2 separate regions of the Cricetulus griseus genome follow, and region 2 is linked to region 1. Evidence: chromatin contacts called from public Micro-C data. All regions are on one chromosome and are shown on one strand. The core of a region is the stretch at or near the end of the contact, and the rest is flanking DNA. Distances in the headings are between cores, read along the strand shown. Region 1 has its middle 29 kb from the start of Dnah7. Region 2 holds the start of Stk17b (serine/threonine-protein kinase 17B).

Region 1 (7,591 bases), core at 1,914-4,413:
GGTGTATGAGATTTGGCAGAGGCATTCATGTTGCATCAAAATGTAGCATGGGGCGTCACAAAGTGAGAGAGCAAGTGTTCATCTCAGATGCCATCAGGGCCACAGATGCCATCACGGGTCCCATCACATCGTCAGTCCTAATTATGAATTATGATATAGAGCCTATCATAGGCTCTGTATCAAAATTTCAACAATATGTGAATTTGAAGATAAAGTTTCCAGCCAATGAACTTCTGGAGTACACATTCAACCTTAATACCAGGTTCTCCAAAGATGTGCAAACGTTTTATAAACCATCCCCTCCCCTTCTCCCATCAGACTAAAGCTGTCCCTTTAATAGCTCCTTAAAATCTCTGGTCCCTTCATAGGGAATGGGTTCCCAAAGTCCATTTGTGTTGTAGGGATAAACACTGGCTCCATTGTTAGACATCACATAGACTGCCCTGGCCACCTAGCTGGCACCCACATTCAGAGGGCTTGGTTCGGTCCAATGCTGGCTCCCCACTATTACAGCCCAGCTACATGAAAGAGGGCCTGGGCCCTCCCCCAAATGATGTGACAGACTTTGATGATCCCCTTTGGAAGCATGAAAGGCCTCACTATCCTTGGGAAGTGGGTGAGGGTGGGTTGAGGGGGTCAGTGGAAGGCATGGGTGGATGGGAGGGTGAGGGAATAGGGGGATTGATACGTAAAATAAGATTGCTTTTAAAATTAAAAAAAAAAATCTCTGGTTATTGACCATACCCAGTCTGAGCCATCTAACCTGCATTCTGTCACTACCAGTGTCAAATGAGCTCTAGAGAGGTAAGTTCCACTCTTCCCCAGGTCTCCTCTTCTTTCACTAACTGTCCATGCAACATCCTCATTTCTTAGAGGATTTTACCGGTAGCTCTGCCCCAGTGAGAAGAAGTTACAGTTGGTGAGTTTTCTGCCTACTTGGTTCCCTATATTTCAATCCTAGTTAGCTCAGAGCACCTTCTAGAAAGCACCATGTCATAAACCGTTCTGGAGCAGACACCATATTAGTCACTTCTCTACTGCTGTAATCAAACACCGTGACCAAGGCAACAAGGAAGTATTTGGACCTATAGTCCACAAGGATGAGAACCCATCATGGAAGCAAAGGGGCAGACATGGCAGTTGGTATAGCAAGCTTATAGCTCACAGCTTGAACTACAAGCAGGAAGCAGGGAGAGCACACTAGGAACATGGCAAGTCTTTAAAATTATCAAAGCCCACCTCCAATAATATTGGAGGACATGTCTCCCCCAATAAGGCCACATCTCCTAAGCCTTGAAAACACTGCCACCAGCTGGGAACCAAGTATTCAAATTCTAGATCCAATGGGGGACACTCTCATTCAAACCACCGCAAATACCTTCCAGGTCACTTTCATAGGGAAGTGCTTGAGTCTACAGGCTATTACTGAACACCACCTCCTCTGTAAAGGGAGCTGTCAACTACAGTCTAGAGAGTTTCTCCTGGTCATATTTTTGCCAATGTTTGTCCTATCACCCACCCATTTCAGCCACATGTATGTGTGCGTGCACACACACAAAACCATTCCTCTACTAGCACCCCTACTTCCACATTCACAGGAACAAATGCTCTTACATGAAACAACTAACATTTTATTTGTGTCATTCAATACCGAGATTGTCTTTGGCATCTTTAGTGATAATGTTACACAGAACGTACTTGCATAAGGCATGGTGCCTAGCCAAAGATATCAAGAAGGCCTGTGCTAAAGCATTTCTTGTTGGGTCAGCTTTTATTAAATTGTCCCCAGGAGCTGGCTATTTGGGGGGGGGGAATAAAATATTATTGGTAAAGAACAGCATGTAAAGTTTCCAAAAGTGAAAGTGCATGTAACCAAAGAAAGGATAACATTTCAAGGCCTGCACAGTAAAGACATTCACTGGAAAATTCCTCTAAAACATAATAGGAGCTGCTGCTGCTGCTACAAAGGAAATATTTGCCCTTCAGTGCATGGTATTAAAGTTCAATATGTTTGTGATGTACTCAAAACACCTCCCTGTTAAAGTCTGAGATCTTTCATGATAAGCTCCCCCTTAGGGACTTGACTCTTGTTCCCTTCCTGCCGCGGCACCACTGGGGCGAAATTCTCGATGTAAACCCTCAACTCCAGGGACTCATTCCTTTCACACAGCATCCAGCATCAAATAACTGAATATCTAAGCTCATTCCTCAAGCACACAAGTGACTCCACGTGCTAGAGGATGCAAATCTGATAGCATTCTGTTTTCAACTAGAGAAATTATCTTACACTTCCAGGGGGTGGCTGGAGGGTGGGCATTGTGTGACTTACATGACAGCTGGACTGCTTGGAGTATCTGCCCTGGCCTCTACATATAGGACTAGCATGGCAGCCTGTGGTCTTCAGTCTCTCTAGGGATCAGTGAAAACACTGAGGTAGGCAGCACACAGCACAGTCTCTATTCTACATCTATAACACAAAACTGGTACCAAATAAACCAAAACCAAAAACAAAAACAAAAACACAACAACAACCAAACAACAACCCTCTTACTTGTCCCCATGAAGCTTACTTCTTGGCTCCCCAAGGGTGGGCAGGCACTTCTTAGGAGTAGTGAGAGTCTCTTGGACTTTATGCAATGTTCTGTTTACACACACAACCCCAGTTGGTTCAAACTACAAGGCTGACTCCTTCTGAACAAAGGGCACCATTGCACTTGCTGAAGGCAATTACTCCAGAGGCTTTGGTCTACATGGAAAGTAGAAGAGCACAAATGCTACAACGGAAATCATAACAAAAGGTGTCCCTATTCCTCTGAATATTCCAGTCACCTTTAACCATTGTAGCAGGAGAGTCCTCTTGAGCAGCCAGCTTTGTATCTGGCCATTGATTCCAGGTGAGGAAGCTGTACTTAACTCAGGTTAGAAAGTTTGTTTTCACATGTGCATCTATTTGATCAAAACTCCAAGCTAAATATCCTACTTTTCTTAAGCATGGAAATGATCTAATCACAACAGGACATGCATACAGAGCAGGCTGTTCAATAGCTCTGAAATACGTGTCAAGTATCCCAAGTTGTAGGACCCTGTCTAGAACAGGGAAGGAGGAGGCTGAGGCTCAGGAAGTAGCTTTGCAGGGAAAGCCTGAGTCCCTGTGTGGGTGACTCAGCTCTGCTGTGCTTGGGGAAGATTAATTGTCACATGCTTTACTCTTGGTGAAATAGGTTACTTGTGGTGGGGGTTGTAGAAGGAAACTTGTTTTTAGATTCCTGTGAGTAAGAAAGGGATTTATCTGAGAAGATACACATTGGGTCTGCAATGGGAACTTTTCCTTCCTCAAGATAAAAGATTATCTTCCAAGTTATCTGGAACTGTTACTCCCCAGACCATTTGAGCTGGGCAGATAAGAGGTGGAATTCTATTTACCCTGCCACTTTGCTCAACACAGCCTCAGCATGCTGCCCCAGCTGCCCCAGCTGCCCCAGCTGCCTCAGCTGCCTCAGCGAGTCAGCAGCTCTAAAATCTGTCCTGAGTCACAGCAAGAAGTGGTCAGAGGCTTTGGGATGCGTGTCCCAGGCACACAGCCGACTCTCTGCATTAGCCTGCTAAACATCTTGCATTCTGCAGGTAGGCACAGCCTAGAGAGGGCAAGGCTCCCAAGCTAGCTGTCTTCTGTCTTCACTGACTAACTCTTGGCTTTGTTCTGGGCTCTAACCAGGAGAGCTTCAGGCTTGGCCATTCCCCTTTTGCCAGGAAATGGTGCAGGGATCAAGCCACTAAAGACACACTGCTTAGGGCCTTTGCAAATAAAACCTTCTTCCCTAATAAAATGAAGCTTTACTTGATTAAGTTGCTTAATTAACTTGCCCCCTGCCCCCATCTCTGGCTCTGGAGTTCCTGTTTGGAAAGGTGATAAATTCTGCTGTCCAAGCCCTCCTGGATGTAGTAAAGTCACAGTTAAATGCACCCTAGCCACCCTCAGCTGGAGAAGCTTGCCTTTTTTTCTGAAAGAGTACTAAAATCCATGCGGTTTCAACTTATTCCTAAGTAGACAAAATTAGCACTCAGAGTTGAATTTGCATAATGGATATCCCTCTGCAGAATGGATATCTAACAGTGGCAATAATTTCAAAGTAATACCCTGATTATCACATTCAGGGAAAGCCCTTAAAACAATACACATCAAAGACTCAGTTGAGTTGTCAAGTGTTGTTATTGAGATGACAGGCAAGACTGCCAATTCTGGAGTAAATTATAAGGCCCGTGATAGATTGCTTCTTCTGCCATGTGATGGCTCAGCAAGAAGGACCCATCTATGGCAAGGAGATCAGCCACGGGGAATCTGCTAGCATCTTGATATTGCCTGTCCTAGCCTCCTCTACTGGAAACAGCCAATTTCTGTTTATAAATTGGTCAATATAAGGTGTGTTTGGATTGCAGTTCAAACAGATTAAAACAGTCCATAAGCCAGGGAATATAAGCACTTGGTGGAATCTGATAAGGAAAAAAAAATCAAGAATTTTCCCTGAGCCTCCAGAAAGAACATGCGCCTGCTGGCAAAATAAGTTTAGGCGTCTGGCCACCAGAACTGTATGGGACTCGATGTAGCATTGTGAGTCCCACATCTGTAGCCATCCTTTACACCAGCAAAGGCAAACACCACATCTAGATAACAGTCATGGTGTGCTGTGATGTTAGCTTGGATATTTCTGCTACAAGGAACAGAAGCCACAACCCAAAATCGCTTAAATGGGATCTATTGTCTCACACATGAAAAGGGAGTGAGCATCGGAATTAGTGTGCTCCAGGGTAGCCTAACTGTATCATGAGGTCCAAAGCTCATGCTTGTCTCAGCCTGAGGACTGTACTGGTCTGCTCCTCGCTGAGCTTGTTTGCTTCAGTTCCAAGCATTTGATCATAACACAGTGATGCCCAAAGTAGAAGAGAGAGCCAGCTACATCATGCATTCCTTTCCAAGCAGTGGGAATATGTCCTCAGAAGCATGCAGCCATCCCTAAGCCAGTTTCTAGGGAAGGAAGAAATCAAGCTTGGCCCACTGGCTCCATGGAAGGGCTTGGTGGCCTCCTTCCTGGTTTCTGTAAGGGGGGGGACAGGGATAGAGGGCTGAGTGTGGTACAGCAATGATAACAGTGTCTGTTTTCTCTCTCTCTCTCTCTCTCTCTCTCTCTCTCTCTGTCTCTGTATCTCTCTCTCTGTCTCTCAAGGATCCCTTGGAGCAATCAGCTTTCTGACTGACAGAGTTGTAGCTCCATTACCCAATAACAAGGGAAATGAGTTGTGCTATCGCCACATGATAAATTAGCATTAAATGCCTTAAATTAATGACCTTTAGCTGTATAATTCAATAAAAATGAATGTTAGTATCTTAGCAATAGATCTAATTATTACTAATTCATTGTAAAATTAGCATAATATATTCTAATTTTGCTGTGCTATATATTAATATTAGTGTGTTAATATTTATACTAATTTGATAACTTTATACTAATTGAGATGTAGGGCATTAGTGTTGAACACTTTTATATACACATTTTTGTGCACGCATGATGGAACTAAGAAGGATGACAAGAAACATGAAAATTGACAACTGATTACCTCCATCAAGAAACCACAGAATCCGAGTGAGCTGGGGATGAACAGTAGGCAGGGGGGCAGTTATTTACAATGCTCCTCTTCTCAGTCTTGGCTGTCACCAACTGTGCAATCTTGAGTCTCAACTCCGTCAGCTTCATACTTCTCCAGCAGGATGGGTCACAATGCCTTGTCTAAGGTCACTTTCCTCAGTAAAAGATTGGGTAGCACAGACAGAGTGCAACCTGGGTCTTAGAACCACACGTGAGGGTATTTTTCCTCACATTTTCCCAAGGGGGCATCCAGAGACAGGTTAGCGATAGATGCCCAGGGAACAGTCCAGTGGTTGGGGCTGCTTAGGTTTCTATCCTGTTTTCCACTCCTTGAACTTTGTGGGTTGGATCCCTGGATTTCCATTCCCATAGCCTTGAGCCTGGGATGACAAAAATGCTGTATGTTAATTAGCATCCCATCTGTGGGGAACTTGGAGCATTGTCTGTTGTGCGGCTGCCTCGTGGTGCCAGCTGTTAGTTCTAGCATGTATTTTCATGACTTTCTCTCTGCCCCTCTCTTTTCTTGCCATACCACATCCTCCTCATTGGTCAGCCCATAGGTTACTCTCAATTATTGGGAAATGAAGCCAGGTAGAGACAAATACAAATGGAAAATGATACTATTTGAATCTTTTTAGTGTTACAAAATAGCGAGTCAAATTGGCACAAGGCTAATATTCTTTTGTAGTTGAAGGATCATACTTTTAGGAATGTGTAATAATATGTGATCCTGAATAAGCATCAGCTCTCTCAGTCCCAGGCTCCGATGTGACAGGTAGAGATGATAACGGTAGCATTGCCTCCCTCAACGCTTTATCCTGGCACTCTTCAGTTTGCTCTGTTCTGTCATCACATGGCCCACACATGTACTTAGTACCTACTCTGTATTAGGCCCAGTGGGAGGAATCCAAAGTTGGACATACAAAGTCTCACAGAGGAGGGACCTGCAGTCCTATACCAATAGAGGTATAATGAGAAGAGTCAGTTTGGCTGTAGGTGGGTGTGGTGTGTCCACATGCATACATGTGTGAGTGCTACACATGCACACATAAACATGCGTATGCACTCATGAATATGGACACACATACAGAGATAGGGACAGGACACAGAAGTGGCTATCTCAACTGCAAATGACAACTTTCAAACCCCTCAACCTCAAATGGAAAATAGCCGGCGTTAGTCTTTACCACTTGGGAACAGATCCCTCTTTTTGACTCTAACATATACATATTTCCACTAGATTTTCTAACTTCATTTGTCCACATCATAAAAGTTTGGTTTGTGTGTATTTTAGCTCATTGAAAATTCCAGAGACCTCACTCCAGCTTTTCAGCCCAGAATATTCCTCTTAAACAGTATTTGGCAGAGATTTTCTCACTTTCATGTTTGATTATTAAGTTAGATAGGAAATAAAGATATTATGGTTCTTTCATGCTTTTCTTCACTGACATTTTCCATAAATAGGAACTTTGATCACTGTCAAAGACAAGATCAGGCATCAGTCTCCTTGGAAAACAGAATGTTGGTCTCTGATTCAATTGCAGATGGAGCTGAATTTGATAGCTCTAAACTATCTGCCAATAATAGCTTTGTAGCCACAGACAACATGACTACTAAGTGCTAAGATTTGAAGCCAAATGAGAAAAAGGCCTACTGTGGGTCATATTCTACATCCCCTACCCAATTCTTCACACATTCATCCAACAACCACCATGTGTGTCTGTCCACAGCAGAAAACCCTGCACACTGGTGAAGGCTGTGTTTCAATGACATCAAGCCTCACACAGTATATATCCAAAGGGCTTGGTTTTACATCTAAAAAAATAATAATTTAGGGGGAAAAATCTAAAACCCAGTTTTAGTGTTGCTCAGACTGAGCCAGATTTTAAAATCTTATTTCTCAATATGAATTAAAAAGACAAAGACAAAAGGCACACAAATGACTAAAA
Region 2 (7,591 bases), core at 2,463-4,962, 55 kb after region 1:
CTGAGATTCATCTGGAAATTGCAGTACAGAAGCTTTCAATATAGTCCCTGCCTATTTCATAGCAGTTAGCTAGTTATGAACATTTTAAATTGCTCTTATAGAATTTCAGTTCAAAACAAGGTAGTCACATGACCTAGAAATGTAAATAAATTCATTTTTATCATCTATGCAAGACTAAAAAACATGTAGTCTTGACTTACTAATTGTTTCAGACTAGGTGAGCACTTGTTTTCATGTCACTATCTATGTTAGCTAAGAACACCCCTGAAAGTCAGATAGTTGTCCTATCTTCATGAAGTAAATGTGAATGAATATAGCAGGGAAGCAACTTTTCTCTTCTACATGGGCATCAACAAGACCAAGTTGTGTCTAGGAAAAGATAAACTAAAGTTTTACTTATCTAGCACCCATAAAAAGAAAAAAAAAAAAAGAACTTTCTGCTGTGTTGAAGCATATGTTTTAGCTGGCCAGGGACTGGAAGACAGCACCGGTGTTAATGGATGATGACTTCCATATGCTATGTAGTCTACTGACAGCACTGTACCGTTATATTTGTTTTTAAATACGCAACAGCAAGCATAATTCAATAATCTAATCCCCTGAAAATCACAATAGGAAGCCAACTGACTCTGGTCCAACCTCTAGGGTATAGTTTACACCAGGGATACAGTCCCAGGCAAGGAACCCCAGCCTGACACTGGGCCAAGACAGTAAGGCCTGCCGCCACCTCTTCCACCTTCAGCAAAGAATAAATCCTGTAATTGTGAAGGATGAGAAGATGTTGAAAATGGAAATAATGGTGGGCCAGCAATTACACAGAGCTTGTCACTCATCAGATGGAAAATTGGGTTTCTGTTGTAAAATAAATTACCATACCATTTACTAACAGCACCAAAGTACTGTTTGTTCAGTAACTATTACAATGCAAAATGGAATCTAATCCTTCAAGGATTAAAAAAAAAAAGACTTTCTATTTCACCTTTAAAATTTCTCAGTGCTTAATATGTATGTCCTCTTTTGGACTAGCTGGAAAGAGCAAGGGGATCAAGCAAAACATATTATGTATAAATATTTAAAAGAGAACTCATTTACATGCACAAAATAACCAACTATGAATTACATGCTTAGGAAAAGGATAAAGAGAAGAAAGTAATTTAATGAAGTATGCATTCAAAATTGCAACTTATATCACAATATAATCATATAAAATACATACTTGTAACTTAATTAAAAAGAACATTTCTCTGCTTTGAACACAGTACCACAAACAAACAAACAAACAACAAAACCCTATCTTTTTCTAGTAGTCTGGCATAGAAAACCATGTATAGTTGTATATATAGCTCTGTTGGTAGACTGCCAATCTTACATGCAAGAACCCACAGGTTCAATCCCCAACACTGCTGCCATATAAACAGATAATCCAAATTGAGTTGGTATAGTGGTACTAGCCTTTCATCTCAGCACTTGGGAGGCAAAAGCAGACAGATCTCTTCAGTTCAAAGCCAGCCAGGTCTACAGAGTGAGACTCTGTCTCAAAAAGCAAAAATCCTTCAAAACTGGTAGGCACGTCTTGGGATATGGCTAAACAATAGAGCAAATGTCAAGATGTAGAGAATATCAGATACAGGAAATATGCATTATAATATACTTTAAGAAAATCTAAGGTAAAGTGAATAAATGTGTAACTGGTTTCCTTGATTTATGAGTTTTAAATTGAGTCTCTACAATTAAAATTAGGACATTTTGACATAGAAATCCTTTATAATTATCAAATTGTTACAAAACAAAGTGTTGAAACATGTTTATATGTTCACCTAGTACCATAAAGCTGTCAAGCTGTGCATTGTTAGTGCAATCTTTTTTATTTTGAGATAGGGTTTCTCTGTGTAACAGTTCTGGCTGTTCTAGAACTTGCTCTGTAGACCAGGCTGGCTCAAACTCACAGAGATCCACCTGCTTCTGCCTCCCCAGTGCTGGGATTAAAAGCCTGTGCCACCACTGCCTAGCTGTCAGTACAAAGTTAAAAATGAAATTAATTAAAAGCATCTGCCATTAAATGCCTGCATTTTCTATAGATGTTATTGACATTGATTAATGAAGCCTCTACTAAAATGCCACTTCTACCTTAACCAAATTATAATTTCTATTTTTTTTTAATTTTTTATTACATGCAAGAGGAGAAGTGAGAATAGGTTCTCTCTTTCTACCATGTAGGTCCTATGGATCAGGACATTTGGGTTGGAGACAAGCACCTTCTGGCAGTGCCATCTCCCTGAACTGGAACTGGAATTTCTTACTTAAAAATCCAAGAGACACTGTCACCATTCTATTCACATACAAAGAAGACTCAAATTATTACAGAAATATTATTTTTCTAACTTAAACATACTGTCATGTAAGTAAATGTACTTTAATAGTAAACCTTCATTTTAGAAAATTATCTAAAATGTATGTATATCTCTAGAAATTAACAATTATTTGAAATATCAAAAAAAGGTTAATATTAGAAAAGGATCAGGAAAGAAGACAGGTCTAAAACTTGGTCACTAGCTTTTTGAAATACACTCAATTTTAAAGCAATGTGATTCAATTTTTATGAAACTGCTGAAAACCATTTCTGGGTATCTCACCGTAAAGACTGTACAACGGTGTACCAATGAGAAAGTGAGTTTATACCTCTCTGCCATAGAACTGTGCTCCCTGAGTTGAAAATTCCATGTTTCATATGCCTCCGCTTCCCTAGTTACCGCTGCTGACCCTGCTGCCCAAGACACAGCCCCTCTCTCCCCTAGACTTGAAAACTTAAAAAGTCCACACCGTATCAAACCTGCCGATGAGGTTCGGCGTTATCGGTACCGCGGATGTAAACATGACGTCAGCCAGACACACTCGGTGAATGTCATACACAGACCTAATGTTTTGAGTATGATTGAAATTACTAGGCTTTCGGACATATTTCTTAATTCCAACTTGCGAGCTGAAGCCAGCGCGCCTCTAGTCCCAACACAAGCCACGGAGACTGGCCACCGGCTGGCCGGGAAGTTTCTTTCAACTTTGTCTCCACTCATCTATATCCCGAGAGCCTTTTCCCACGGTAAGGCCGGGCGGGGATAAAGGTCCACACCGTGGCCATGATGTGGCTCTCCAGTCTGTGGATGGGTCACAGGCACAGAGGACTAACCACCTCCTTAAAGGAAAGCCGGGAAGTCACGGCAACAGCTCGGCTCGCCACGCCGGGACTGACAGCAGCTCACGCGACGGCCGCAAAGTTTCTCCCGGGCTGCGGGTCAGGCGCGCCCGCCCGCCCCGACGTGAAGGCGCCCCGCGACCACCGCACGCGACCCCGGGAGCCACAAGGAGGACAGGTTCACACGCCGTGGGGGCGATCGGGCAAGGCCACGCTCCGGGACGCCGGCCCCGGCCCTCGGGCTCCCCGCCGTGTCCCCGCGCCCCGCACCCTAGACGCGACGCTGGCGGACCGCTCGGCCGCAGTTCGGCGCCGCCGCCGCAGGCTCTACCCACCCTCCGACCGGGCCGCGGCTACACAGGCTCACCTCGCACTCTTCCCCGCAGCGGCCGGTCGCCGTCAGCCAGGCCCCGAGAGGCGACTCCCGGTGGCGACGACCGCACAGACGCTGACCCAAGCTTCTTACAGTTGGGGTTTGAAAAGTGCAGCCGCCTCTTGGGCGCAGGACTTCGATAGACTCCGCCTTCTCGTGCCGAAGAACCAATCGGAGCGCGCGTGGCGGGTGGGGTTGTCACGTGGGGGGCGGGGAGGGGCGCCGGCCAGCCGGGCGTGCTGAGGGGCGGGGCCGCAGTTGGGGAGTGGGCGGGGCCCGGGCGGGGCGCCTGGCGCCCGTAGGTTTGGCTGCAGACAGTCTAGAACTGGAGAGGGGGCGGGTTTAGCCCCTCGCGACTTTTTTCCACCTGTAGAGTGGTCCCTCCTGGTGGTGTGGGTAGTGGGACGCCAGAGAGAAAAGAAGCCGGAGACGTCCCTGCTGTTTGCCTCTGTGACGACCACAGTTCTTTTTTCTTTTTTTTTTTATAAAGACTTCCCTGTCCTCTTCCTTACCACCTGAACCTACTCTGCAAATAGAGATTCCAGTTTGCTATCCATTCCAGAAGTTCTTGGAACCATAAACACGGGGATTTACCGATGCTGATCTCTACAGCTGGTGTCCTGAGACACTGGCTCAAAGCACTGTAGGAGAGGCCGAAGACGAACTAATTGCTACTTTACTGTGCTGAGGGAAAGGATGAAAACCTGTATCTGCTCAACACACATTGCTAACTTCATTATTTTTTAATTTTTATGGCAGGGTTAGAGTCCAAAGAGAAGCCAGGGCCTTTCTCATGCTAAACAAGGGCTCCACCACCGAGTTCCACCCCCAGCCCCCAGGATCTGTTACCTCTTGAAGACAGTTTAAAAATTGAAAGTACCTAGACTTTCAATTTGCTAGACACAGTAGGTTTACATACATATAAGATCCTGGGATATATATATATATATATATTATATATATATATATATATATATATATATATCCTCTTGCTTTTAAAAGATCTTAGCAACATTTCCCCAAGATTTCCTCAAGCTATCCGATTGTTCTTCCTTCTAATATACAAGCATTTAAAGCATCATATCCATTTCACCAAGTCTGTCTGTTGTTATTTAGACAGGCTTCAGTATAATGTATTGATTCTCTAAGCTTTGTCCAACTGAGGAGATGGCATCTTTCTGGCCAGGGAAGCCTATTTGTGAAGATGGAAACAAAGTCACACACTGAAAATATATTTGTCAGGTGTTCACAAACCATTGAGACTGTTCCCATATTTTCTTTCAGAAAAAAATCAGCTGCATCCCAAAGTCCCCGAGTCAAAGCTGGAGCCAGTACCCTCCTGGGGCTCCTTGTAGTGGTTTTTGATGTATACATGTGTTAACTGTACCCTTTTAATTTCAACAGTTCCTTGGTTGCCAGCTTTTGCGTGTGGAGGAGTGTATTTATGTGTTTATGTGGGGTTGTGTACATCAGTGTGCATGAATGTGGAGGCCAGGGGTCGCCTCATTAACTCTCCACCTTACTTTTGAGAGTCTCACCTTAAACCAATTCAGCTAGGCCAGCTGACCAGTGAACTCTGGAGATCCACCCACCTGTCTCCACTTCCCCTGCACTGGGGATTACAGGAGACGGGTTCAGGCACCATCGTGTCCAGCTTTTTACACAGGGATCTGTGCTGAGGTCCTTGTGGTAGCACGACAAGCATTTTTACCAACCGAGACATCTCCCTGGCCCATTGCCAACATAAAAAAAACAACAACAAAACATTTTTAGTTTCAATCCTTTGTATGTGAGGGGTTTGTGCACATGAGTACAGGTGCCAGAGGAGGCTGGAGGTGCTCGCTTCTCCCCACCTAAAGCTGGAGTTAGATATGGTGAGCTACCCAATGTGGGTACTGGAAACTGAACTCTGGTACCCTACAAGAGCATCAAGTGTTTTAACCAGTGAGTCATTTCTCTACCACCACCACCCGCCTGTCACCAGCTTTTGAACTGTCTTCTTACATTCCATTTAATTTTGGACTATAAACCTGTTGCCTTCTCCAGCAATCAGAACTCTTTGTTGAGTTGTGCTCTGTGCTTCCAGCGTCCGCACCCTGTGCTCCCTGGTGCAAGGGTTTGACCCTTTGTGCTACTTTAGAGCTCCTGTTCCAGATTCATTTCTGCTGTTGTGCTAAAAATAGTCTGACAACTGCCTTAAGCAACTTATGGAATAAAGAGGTTTATTTCACTTACAGTCTCAGATATAGTTCATCATTGTGGGGAAGTCAAGGCAGGAAATTCAAACAACTAGTTATATCCCATTCTCTGTCAAGAGCAGAAAGAAACTAATGCACCTTTGCCCGTTTGTTTGTGCTCAGCTCAATTTCTCTACCATTAAGCAATTTAGGAACCCTTGCCTAGGGAATAGTGCTGCCCATACTGGCCTGGTCTGCCCACACCTGTTAACTTAATTAAGAGAACCCCACAGGCATGTTCACTGACCAGTCCAGTGTAAACATCTCTCATTAGCTTCTTAGGGGATTCTAGATCAAATGAACAAACCTAAGAATTTAAGTTCCATAACCCTGTACCTGATACCATACATACTCTCTTCCAAAGACATTCAGCTACATTTGCTTGGTCTCTGGTACTATGGTTCAAGTAACAAGGGATATCCTATTCTGAGGAGAACACTGTGACCACCTGTGGTCTCACGAAGTGTGGTGGCCATTCTGCTGTCACTGCCTCTGCCTTGTTTATTGAGCTGATCTCCTTGAGTGCCACTGACCAGGCATGGATGTGGTTATAGACTGACTGGATTTTCCCCCAATTCATTTGCACCTTATATGAACATTAAAATAAGACTGTATTTGGAGATGTGACCTTTACATAGGCAGTTAAAGTAGGATGAGGTCATATGGGAGGACCTTAATACAGTATGACTGTTGTCCTGCTTAGGAGAGAGTCACTCACAGCACAGACCTAGGGACAATCATGTACATGTACCATAAGAAGGTAGCTATCCATGAGCCAAGCAGAGACCCCTCAGAAGACCCTCAACCTGACACCTAGAGAAAGACTCCAGATTGTAGAAAGGCTAGTTATTGTTGTTTAAGCTCTTCACTCTGGTATCTATCAGGGTAGCCCTAGCTAATTAATACATTTGTTGTCCCTGACTACCCCAACTTAGAACTCACATGCTGACTAGGAGCAGGTGTTCATGCTAGTGAATCGTGCTCATGTCCAAAATGCTCACTGATCATGCCATTATGTCCACCATACCAGGAAAAGTGACTTTCCCCAGGCCCACTATCACATATTGACCACAGAAAGTAATTCTCATTCATGATCCAATGTTTAATACCTACAGAGGGAGCCGGGCGTTGGTGGCACACGCCTTTGATCCCAGCACTCGGGAGGCAGAGGCAGGCGGATCTCTGTGAGTTCAAGGCCAGCCTGGTCTCCAGAGCGAGTGCCAGGATAGGCTCCAAAGCTACACAGAGAAACCCTGTCTCGAAAAAACCAAAAAAAAAGAAAAAAAAAAAAAAAAAAAAAACCTACAGAGGGAGAGAAAGGTAGTCTTCTGCATAGAGAAGATTGCAAACTCCAACTCCAGCCATATCATCCTTAAAAGAACACCCAGAATGTCTATCATATATATATGTGTGTGTGTGTGTGTGTGTGTGTGTGTGTGTGTGTGTGTGTGTCTGTCTGTCTGTCTGTCTGTCTGTCTGTCTGTCCTTATATATTAAGGGCCTAAGTTTAATCCACGTGGAAAGAGGAAAACAAAACAAAACAAAACACTTAACTATTGTCTTATGTTTTCTATTGCTGTGATAAAAAACACCATGACCAGAAGAAACTTGGGGAGGAAAGGGTTTATTTCATCTTACACTTCCCAATCATAGTTCATCATTGAAGGAAGTCTGGGCAAGAACTCAAGGCAGGAATCTGGAAGCAGAGGCTGATGGAGAAGCCATTGAAGAATGCTTCTTATTGGCCTGCTCTCTTATGGCTTGCTCAGCCTGCTCTCTTATAGCACCCAG

Evidence for each region. Hi-C and Micro-C count contacts between places; a contact is called where the count stands out from the background.
Region 2: a Micro-C map of the CHO-K1 cell line shows a contact between it and region 1, with 1.9 times the contacts expected there. The contact joins the promoter of Stk17b here to the enhancer-like site in region 1. A contact is called at or near these places in 4 of 8 Hi-C or Micro-C datasets (the CHK-Q cell line, the CHO-K1 cell line and fibroblasts).

The regions. Positions count from the first base shown.
Region 1 is chr2:408,318,973-408,326,563 of CriGri-PICRH-1.0, forward strand. No RefSeq gene overlaps it. Among named protein-coding and RNA genes, the nearest start is that of Dnah7, 29 kb to the left of the region's middle. Within about 2 kb of position 3,164, at least 4 of the 6 cell types and tissues checked have open chromatin away from gene starts, as enhancers often do. A contact at or near this core is called in the CHO-K1 cell line and fibroblasts, where this site is marked.
Region 2 is chr2:408,373,817-408,381,407 of CriGri-PICRH-1.0, forward strand. It overlaps Stk17b (serine/threonine-protein kinase 17B), which reads right to left and starts at 3,713. Exons shown (of 8, transcript XM_027396878.2): 1 at 3,558-3,713.